Regions from separate parts of the Mus musculus genome. Here region 2 is linked to region 1. The links are chromatin contacts, called in public HiChIP or PLAC-seq maps. All regions are on one chromosome and are shown on one strand. The core of a region is the stretch at or near the end of the contact, and the rest is flanking DNA. Distances in the headings are between cores, read along the strand shown.

What was found. HiChIP or PLAC-seq counts read pairs in DNA pulled down with a chosen protein or histone mark.
Region 2: a contact with region 1 is called in a FOXA1 HiChIP or PLAC-seq map of pancreatic cancer cells. The contact joins two enhancer-like sites. A contact is called at or near these places in 4 of 484 Hi-C or Micro-C datasets (3T3-L1-derived adipocytes, conventional dendritic cells, embryonic stem cells and 1 more) and 4 of 115 datasets of contacts at active chromatin or transcription factors (the HPC-7 cell line, kidney, microglia and 1 more).

What each region holds. Positions count from the first base shown.
Region 1 is chr1:151,614,258-151,619,249 of GRCm38.p6, forward strand. The region is part of intron 1 of Niban1 (niban apoptosis regulator 1); the gene reads left to right. Among named protein-coding and RNA genes, the nearest start is that of Niban1, 45 kb to the left of the region's middle. Within about 2 kb of position 2,479, at least 34 of the 459 cell types and tissues checked have an H3K27ac peak or open chromatin away from gene starts, as enhancers often do. A contact at or near this core is called in the HPC-7 cell line and pancreatic cancer cells, where this site is marked.
Region 2 is chr1:151,716,736-151,721,501 of GRCm38.p6, forward strand. It overlaps Niban1 (niban apoptosis regulator 1), which reads left to right. Exons shown (of 14, transcript NM_022018.3): 14 at 494-2,612. The coding sequence ends at 1,611. Among named protein-coding and RNA genes, the nearest start is that of Gm41969, 18 kb to the right of the region's middle. Within about 2 kb of position 3,251, at least 35 of the 459 cell types and tissues checked have an H3K27ac peak or open chromatin away from gene starts, as enhancers often do. A contact at or near this core is called in the HPC-7 cell line and pancreatic cancer cells, where this site is marked.

The DNA.
Region 1 (4,992 bases), core at 1,229-3,728:
TTGTGATGTTTTTGTCTGGTTTGCTTCCCGATGTCCCATGTTTCATAATTAATATACATATATTGTTTTGTATTGAAATCGCTTAACTTATCCTCCGTGAATTAGTTTCATTCATCTCAGTTTGAGCTTGCTCATCTCAGGAATTCCCACACTACAGAGTGTGCCCTACAAATAGAGATGTGGGAAACCAGCCAAAGGAAATTAAACTGTCGTTCTTCTCATCTTCCCGGCTGAAAATGTCTACATTTTATCTATGTTTTGGCAGCCATCACTCTGAACTGAGCAGACTTCATACTGTCTGCTCAGCGGAGTGCCTGAGTCTAATCTCTGCAGACTTTTCTTCATTGTTCATTACTTGCGACATCGGTAGGTGTGAGTTTTACCACATTCCCTTTACTCCAGTTGCTGACTACAAAAAAAAAAAAAAAAAAAAAACCAGAGTGAAATTGGGAACGAAGGTTAAAAGGAGCTCAGCAAACTCTATGTAGTCCCCAAGAGGCTGTGCAGGACTGTGGCACCAGGGTCACTGGCACGAGAGTAAGGCAGGTTTCGCCCTGCATTGGAGTAGAATAGCTTTTGGTTTTGTTTGCTTGTTTTTGGTTTGGTTTGTTTTGGTTTTTCAAGACAAGGTTTCTCTGTGTAGTCCTGCCTGTCCTGGAACTTGATCTGTAGACCAGGTTAGCCTCCAACTCAGAGATGGTGGAATAGCTCTTAATTCCTGTTTTTAATTCCCTCTGATTCCTGTTTGTTTCCAGGGCAGAGTTCCAGTCTGCTGGGTGCAGTCTTGGGAGCCGGGTAGATGCTGAGATGACAGAAGTAAAAGCCCAAGCACAGTGCTCAGCAGCAGACATCGACCTCGTAGCATTTGGAGAGAACTTACCAATTAGGTTTCATCTTTAACATGATGACTAAGCAGTGACCAAACTAGCCCAGTTAGCCTTGACCAAACTAACCCAGTTAGCAGTGACCAAACTAACCCAGTTAGCAGTGACCAAACTAACCCAGTTAGCCGTGGTTAACGTGCTTTGTTGTTAAGGGAAAAATGCAATTCTGATGGATTTAAAAAATAAGACCTACTTTAAATGGAAAGTATCATACAAATAAGTTTCGTTTATTAAAAAAAGAGTGCAGAGTGGGAGAGAGAGAGAGAGAGAGAGAGGGTGGGGGGGGTGGAATCAAAGATTTGTTGTTTTCAAAAAACAAGTTTGGCATACACCTACCAGCATTTAGAAAACCAGAAAACCAGATTTACTATTTATCATTTGGGAAGTAGAACATTATGATCTTAGGGTACTTAAGTATTTAAGTGAGAAGAGAAGCAATTATTAGACATTCTAAGTTGCTTCTTGCAAAGTGGGTGTTTGCTATAACAAAAACAGTTTCTGTCACGATCACGTGGTTTCACGCAACCATTTTATTTGGGCAAATATTGTGTGTTTTGTAAGCAGATTATTATACTTTGGTACTGATTTTTTGATAAGAACCTTTCTTATTATAAAATGATGTATGTCTATGATGCATACAGTTCTGTCTGAAAATAGGAGGAACAGGCTCCTGGCTTCTGGCGTAGCTGCTCCCAGGCAAGTTCTCTAATCTGTAGCTTTTTTTTTTTTTTTAATTTCTCTAGAGTCAGTCTATAAGAGGAAGTTTATGTTCATAATGTTTTTATTTTTATTACCGATACATTTTTTACATATCAATCCTCTTTTATGAGTACTTTCCCATAAATTACTCTCAATGTAACAGCACATCTTTTACTACGCATGATTAAATCAAGAGATAAGTGTTTGATGTGATAAACTTTTTATTTGCTTCTATTTTTATATGACATCACAGGAGCAGATAAAGTACCCAGTTTTATAGCTAAGATATTTAAGATTGGGTGGGTGAGATGAGTCAAGGGGTAAAGGTGCCAGATGTCAAATCTTACCACCCAAATTCCACATCATGACCCACATGATAGAAGACGAACATAGAAGACTACAAATTGTTCTCTACATGAACACACACACATACACACACTGTAATGTAAATTTTTTAAAAATTCGATGTACTGAATTTTGAGTGGTCTCAGATGATTGTGTATGCAAAATCATTGCTGTTGTCTCTCCATATTTAAAATGTTTCCCATAGATTATTATCTAATAATTTGCATTCGTTTGATGGTAAATGTAAATGGATTTTCAATATAATTCTGTTGCTTAAAATTTTCACAAATCCTACTTTTAAATAAGGATTCTTACATGCTTTAACCTCCCTTCTAGCCCACCACCCATGAGAGGTAGTGAGAAAGTAAGGTTATTAGGATACAGGGGCAGTGGACCTGTTTAGAAATGGTTCTTTTGCTTGTCAGGAAATCAGCAGTTCAGTTCATAGGATTTAGCAGCAGCAGCTTGATCCACCCTCAAACACTTCACGAACACACCAGCAGTCCAATTTAGGAGTGCCGGATAGCAAACATGAATCAGCAGCGATGGCATGACTCAGCAGAAGATTAGGATGAGTCAGCAGAAGCAACCAGTGCTAGCAGGGACACCAGGAGAAGTTCTCTGTGGTGCCTCTCTCAACAATGTGAGGAGACCAAGAAGGTCCAAGAAGTGTTGCAAAGCTAGCCATGCAAGCCCCCAGTCAATGTCCATTGAATTCTATTTATCATGAATATTCAAACATCATGAATCCTCCCATGGGTCTTTCCTCAACAAAACTCCAGGTGAGTCTGTATCAGCTGACATCATTCTGCCAACTGGCCGAGTCCTAGGAGCAACACCAGTTTTTTGGTGCATTTCTCTCTATGGAATCATGACAAATGATGACTAATAATCAATGGTAAGGCGTACCAATACCACCCAGTGTCATCCTCTGTCTATTGGGTCCTTCTTAACACCATGCGTCCTTTCACATGTTTGCCTTAGCAAAACATCCTTTTACCTGTGTCTGCTTCAGCGAAACGTTCTTTGACATAACTGACTTTCCAAAGACACCAGAATTGCCCACTTCATAATTCTTTCTCTTTTCCTGATCTTTCTTGGTTACTTTCTTTTGGCCTTTTCATAGGGCCACAAAAGGCTAACTGGGATGCACTTAATGTCGCTGTGATCAGCCACTCACAGGCTCTGAGTTTTGTTCTTAAGACCTTTGGTCCTCCATGTTGCACATTGCAGTGTCCTAGTCCCGATGCTCCATGGGTGAAAACTCAAACCCACTTCCTTTTTATCATTTGCCTCATTCCCTTCCCACTCATTTCCCTTACTTTGGTCGGCATGACTTACTTAACATTTTTTTCTTTTATTGATTATTAATTATTTTATTTATTTGCATCCCAAATGTTGCTGCCCTTCTTGGTCCTATCTCCCAGAGTTCTTTCCCTCACCCCCCTTCACCCTTGAAAAGTTACCTCTCCCCCCAAACCCCCCTCCTCTGAGGCATCAAGTCTCTATAGGATTAGGCAATTCTATCCCACTAAGGCCAGACAAGGTAGCCCTCTGTTACACATGTCCTGGGGCTTTGGACCATCTCATGAATGCTCCTTGGTTGGTGGCTTAGTTTCTGTTCCTGGAAGCTTCCAGGGGTCTGGGTTAGTTGACTTCCTATGTTGTTGACTTCCAAACTGTTGATCTTCCTATGGGGACGCTGCCAGCCTCTACAGTTCCTTCAGTCCTTTCCCTAACTCTTCCATAGGGGTCACCGATCTCTGTCCAATGGTTGGCTGTAAGCATCTGCATCTGTCTCAGGCAGCTGCTGGTGGAGCCTCTCAGAGGACAGCCATGCTAGGCTCCTGTCTGCAAGCACAACATAGCATCAGTAGTAAATAGTGTCAGGGTTTGGTGCCCACCCATGAGATAGATCCCAAGGTGAGCTGGTCACTAGTCGACCATTCCTTCAGTCTCTGCTCCATTTTTGTCCTTGAATTTCCTTTAGACAGGAACAATTTTGGGTAAATTAATTTGAAGGTGGGTAAAATCTTAGCATCAAAGCTATATATTTTTGCTTTCTGTGCCTAGGTGCCTGAATGAGAAAAGGCTTTTTCACCATTTTTTCCTTGTAAGAACATTTCCTTCAATCTACCAGTTGTTTTTGAGTATGTGGGGTGAACCTTTATTTGGGTTATTATTCGTGGTTTGTACATTAGTTACTTATATGGAAATGGTTGAAGAACCGGTGACTCAGAAGGAATTACCCAGTACTGAGGATGTTTACAGAGCCTGCTTCCCGGGGAGGTGATGGGCAAACAGCCTTTCTTCACCTGATCCCCTTACCCAGACAAGTACCACAGAGGTCCCCCATGAAAACCAGCCAAGGCCAGTATGAGACAGCCACTCTCTTCTTCTCAAGGGATTCTCTCTCTCTCTCTCTCTCTCTCTCTCTCTCTCTCTCTCTCTCTCTCTCCCTCCCTCCCTCCCTCCCTCCCTCCCTCCCTCTCTCTCTCTCTCTCTGTAAATTATTTCCAAAGTAAATTTGAGTCTTATCTTTCTTTCCAGTAAGTACCTAACTTCTGGTATCCAGACTGCTTACAGTTGACTTTTTCTGCCTCACACTGAGCTGGATTAAATCAACTTGGTCTTTTTGTGCCGCGTGAGCCTGCTCCTATGGAAGATTCACCTTGAAAACCCCCTTTGTAAAAGTGCCGTTTGGATGCTTCCTGTGCTACTCCCAGAGGAAGTGTGAGCTTTAGCAGGGATTGAGCAAAAAGGAAGAGAACTGTTCACCTCACCTCACCTCTCCTTAGCCCCAGGTGCTGCCAGCAGCTTAGCCTGATTCACACACACCTCAGGCCGATCCTTTTTGTCCAGGATTTTAAAACACTCATGTTATGGGTCATCTTTCCCCAGTTTATCTCATGCTATGTTACCGCATAATTAAACACATTTCTTTAGGTCAGGCCTTTTGACAAATTACTATATATTTGAAAACTCTGGTTCCCCAATGAAGGGAGAATAAATGCCTATCACATGGAACTCAGAACAGTTTTCAAATGGGGTCTCCTAGGGAATT
Region 2 (4,766 bases), core at 2,001-4,500, 100 kb after region 1:
CATTCCAGGCCAAACAAGCTCTCTCAGCTGGATGCCTAGCCCTGAATACCCACTACCCCATCGGGACCACACTGCCAGGCAGAGCAAGGAAGGCCTGCACCTGTCCTATTGGAGTTTCAGACTAGCCACTTGTCTTAGTGGCTGGTGACACTCATGTATATGATACCCTTGGAGATTTTGAGCTCTTTAAAAGCAGAGGCTTTATTTTATTCTCTGCATCAGGGCTGGTCTCAGATTAGATGCCTAGCAAGTGTTTCTTGATTGAAGAAATTTTCAAATGAACGCTACCAAGATTCGGAGTCTGGAAAGTTTGCAGGTTTTGATCATCAGGAAAGGCTACCTGCAAGAGGGTGGACATAAGTTGGTTCTTGAAACTGGGAATTTGGGGAGCCAGAGGAGCCGATGGGGATGTCTGGCTTCTGGGTACCATAGGAAAATCCAGGCTTACTGGGCAGAGTGCTAATATGGTGTTTTGTTTTCTGGTCTCTCTCAGTGATAACGGAGGCAGCCATCTTGAAGAAACACAACTTATTTGAAGACAACATGGCCTTGCCCAGTGAAAGTGTGTCCAGCCTGACAGACCTCAAAACCGCCATGGGGTCAAACCAGGCCAGCCCAGCCAGAAGAGTATCTGCCATTCTCCCAGGAGCTCCAGATAATGAGCTCCCAAGTAATGAAGTGTTCCAGGAGCCAGAGGAAAAGAAGGAGCAGCCTGGGGTGCCTGGCTCACTGGCCATCTCTGCGTCCAGCTGTCCTTCAGGTGGGGATGGGCAGGTGTCTGTGGATCACTCTGCTGGGGGCCCTCTCACTGTAGAGAATACAGCAGGACCCCTCAGCTCACACTTGTCAGAGGTGGAAGCTGGGGGGACCCTTAAAGATGAGGAACCAACCTGCCAAAGTCCAGAGCCTAGCGCTGTGCCAGGGTCCCTGAAGGAACTGAAAAAGTTGTTGACTGTGACGGTGTCCGTAGAGTCTGCCCCGGTGGTTGAAAATGATATCCACAACGGGACACCTGTTCCCCAAGAGAATATAAAAGAAGAAGAAAGCAAGATCCACCCAGAAGCCAGCCACCCAGCTGCCATCCAGCAGGACAGCTGTGAAGAAAGGGAAGTCAGAGAGAAGGAGGCCCAGCCTTTGGAAGCTGAGGCTCCTGGGGTGGACTTGGGGATACTGCCAGAGGGTAGAGGCTCTACCTCTCAGTCCACCAGTGGGGGGCTCACTGAGAACACCAGCTGTCCAGGCCCCATAGAGGAGCCATTTGAGGCTCAAGAGCCAGCAGAGAAGGTGCTCCCAGCCATAGTTTCTACAGAGGACAGCCCCCAGGCAGGAGGTGAGGCTGAGCATTCGGTGACAGTCACACCTCAAGAAGATGCCACGTTAAGCTCTAACCCCATCTGTCCCATGGAGAGCAATGAGGTGGCCCAGGCTTCTGGGGATCAAGAAGTGCTGGGAGGGGAGGATAGCTCAGCCCTTGGTATGGATACAGAGCAAGTCAATGATACTCATGAGCATGCTTGTCAGTGGCTGGTGGAGGATACCCTGAGCACTGACATCCTAGCCGTACATGATTTTGATGTGAGCTCCCCAGAGCAGCCCTCAGAGGAGTGGTAGGAACAGTTTGCTAGCCGTTTTTCTTTTAAAACTGTCAGCAAGGGGGGTCTTAGTTATGGGGTATCCTTAGGGGGGTTGCATGTGACTTGCTATAAAAGTTATGAAATATTTCTTTGATTTGAATGGTGAAGCCAGAGGAAATGTCTAGCGGGTGTGAGCGCTGAGCTGTCTTTGAGGAGCTGAAGTGCTCCCTATGAATGATCGCTTTAGCATTTTAGTAGAAATGGGGTAGGAGAACTGGAGCCTTGGGGGTGAAAGGCAGTTCAAGGGGCTCCAGAGAGGGGCCAGTGTAGGAGCAGCAAATGACACCTCAATATTCTCTTCACCGAAACATGGTACACATTTCGAACTGCACTTGAAGGCATTCTAATCAAGCACGTGAAGGACTCCAGCCACACCACCCACTCAGTCGGCTTCACTGTCTCTTGTCCACAATCAGGCCACACGAAAGAGGAAGTTGGGAACCAGGCGTCCCTGTCCTGTAAAGTACCCAGAGCCACTCACGGCTCGTAGATCTCAGGTGATGCAGAGCAGAAATCCAAGGTGAAAGGTCTGTGCAGCATCTATCTAGACCTGTTCCTAATCCTGCTATCAATTCCTTGTTGGTTAATTTTGTTGGTTTATATTAATTAATCACCTTTTAAGGAAACTCAGATGGGGCAAGAGATTTCATTGGCACAAATTAGCCTTGGGCTGTACAAAGTGCTTGGCTAAATGTTCTAGCTCAAAACCTGCCAATTACACAGACATTATTTGAACAGCTACCGTATGCTCTGTTCGTCACAGTAATAAATAAGAGATCAGGTGCTTTGCTTCATATAAATTAAAAGGCTCGTGAAAATTTAGTCTAGAAGAAAAGAGTATTTATTCCAATTTTTAAGTTTTAAACCATGCTGGCTTTCACTCTTCCCATTCACAAGGTTCTGGTTTATTTTCTGAGGGAGGGAAGGAATTAATGAATGAAAAAAGGAATGAATAAAGCTATTTAAGTTTACCAAAGACTTTACCAATGTAGAAATTGTTTGATCATTCAACAAATTGTTTTCTTAGGTTCCCTATCAGGCCCCAAGCCTGGGGATGCCATGATGGAAACACCAGTGTTCCTTCTTTCTGAAGGAAACAGAAAGAAATTCACCTCTAAAATAGATTGCAACCCATAACTGTCAGCGTAGGGGATAAATGCGCTCAGTTGCAGTAAAGACGTCACACATTGGCTTCAGGGTTGGTTTTACCCAGCACCATCAAGCACCTCCTTGAGAGATGTTATCCCACACTTAGCCGTTTAATTGGGAATTAAGCTATCACCCTCCCCACCTCTCCCACAAAGACTTTCTGGGGCTTCTAAGTCATAGAGGATGAGTAACGATCATACCAGCATGGCCTCATACTGAATCACTTCACCTTTTCTTAGAAAGGCTGCATCCATGAGATATCCCACAATTAAGTGAGGAAGGACTAACCAGTCTTCTCGCCAGTATGTGAGGAAGGGAGAGCCCATCTCCTATACTCCCCGCTGGCCTTTTACCCGACTTTTAGCATGGTGCACCCAAATTATGTTTACTTCCACCACCTCCTCCTTCCTTCAAGGACTGACACTGGGGATTAGTCATCGCTTGTTCTTTCTGCTGGAAACCTGTGTCCTTGAATAATGGCTTCCTGCTTGCCAAGTAACTTCAACATCCCAGGGCCTAGGATAAGGACTGACAACTTTCATGCTACTCAGGAAATGTGGGAGCCAAACACCTGGCACGATGCTGTGCGGGGGCTATTCGGGGCTTGCTTTTAGGCAGGGAGATGTTTCTAATAAAGCTTTCTGACCTTGTTGAAGCTGCCCATAAATAAAGTCCAAAGCTGAAGAGGCAGATAGCCAAATGGCCAGCAGAATGTGCAGTAAGGCAGAGCGCCAAGAGATCAGCATCTAGCCCCACAGATACTACCCTTCTTTCTCAGAGAGCCACAGCTATTGTGGAGCCCCAGCTCATGCCAACCCTGCTCCAGAACCTCTCATCTCCCCTGCCTTTGCTCACCTCCTGCACCCCATGAGAAGCTAAGAATAACCGAGAGTTCATGTCACTCAGTTGGCTGGGTGAGGGTTAGTGCCAATCCAGAAGGCCAGAGAGGAGTAGGCACTAAGTAGCACAATGTTCTAGAAAACGCCAAGAACACTTCCCTCCATGTTCCACACAGCCAAGGTCTCCAAACCAGGCAAGACAGCAGTGACATGGCAAGATGGACAAGGACCCTGCAGTGCACTAAAGATAGTCTCTGTGTGTGGTAACATGTCTAACACTTGTCTTGCTTTTCATAGGTTTGTGTGTGTTCTAGTGTTTCCATGAGGGACCAAGGCGCTTGTGATCTGAATGTGCCGTCTCTGCCTTGGGCAAAGCTCTTGCAAACTCCTGGTTCATGGCCAAATCTCCAGGACTTTAAACTAGTTATGTTATTTACTGACCTTTTACAAAGAGATTTTCCTTGAAAAAAAAAATGACTTGTTCTGGTAACCTTGGCACAGTGTATGAAATTATGCAGTTACCCCACCACACACACACACACCACATTTTAAAAAGCATTTTGGAGACTACAAGGCCAGATTCCAGTGTCTTTTTCCAGAGAGTTCCAATGTGAAGAATTAGTCTATGGACCCTCATGTTTGCCCTTGTAATTCTTTAGATTAAAGCCTGTGACTTCTGAGGATTTTTATCATTTTCATTTTTATCATTATCAAGTGATTTTAATTTGTTATTTTTGTGAAGTGTTACATGAGTTGAGGGCATGGTTTCAGGCCCAGTACTTGCCTAGCAGGCTGGAGGTCCTAGTTCAACCCCCAGGTGGTGGTTGGGGGGAGGGGAGGCTACATGATGTATGTGAGATATGCTAAATAGCCATTCATGATTTCAATATGGCAGAGGGTTTGACATCATTGACATACACCATAACATAGTTTCAGGATGTGAGAATGCCTTCTCTGCCATAAACACACATGACCAGGGATTTGCTTTCTGAAGTCTGGGACTTTGGGAAAAAGAATTCCACACTGTGGTTCATTTTTACATTTACCATACAAAGCAAGTAAACTAAGAACATGATGTAACCGTGTATTTACGTTTCATTTTTGCATTCACCATACAAAGCAAGTAAACTAAGCACATGTTGTA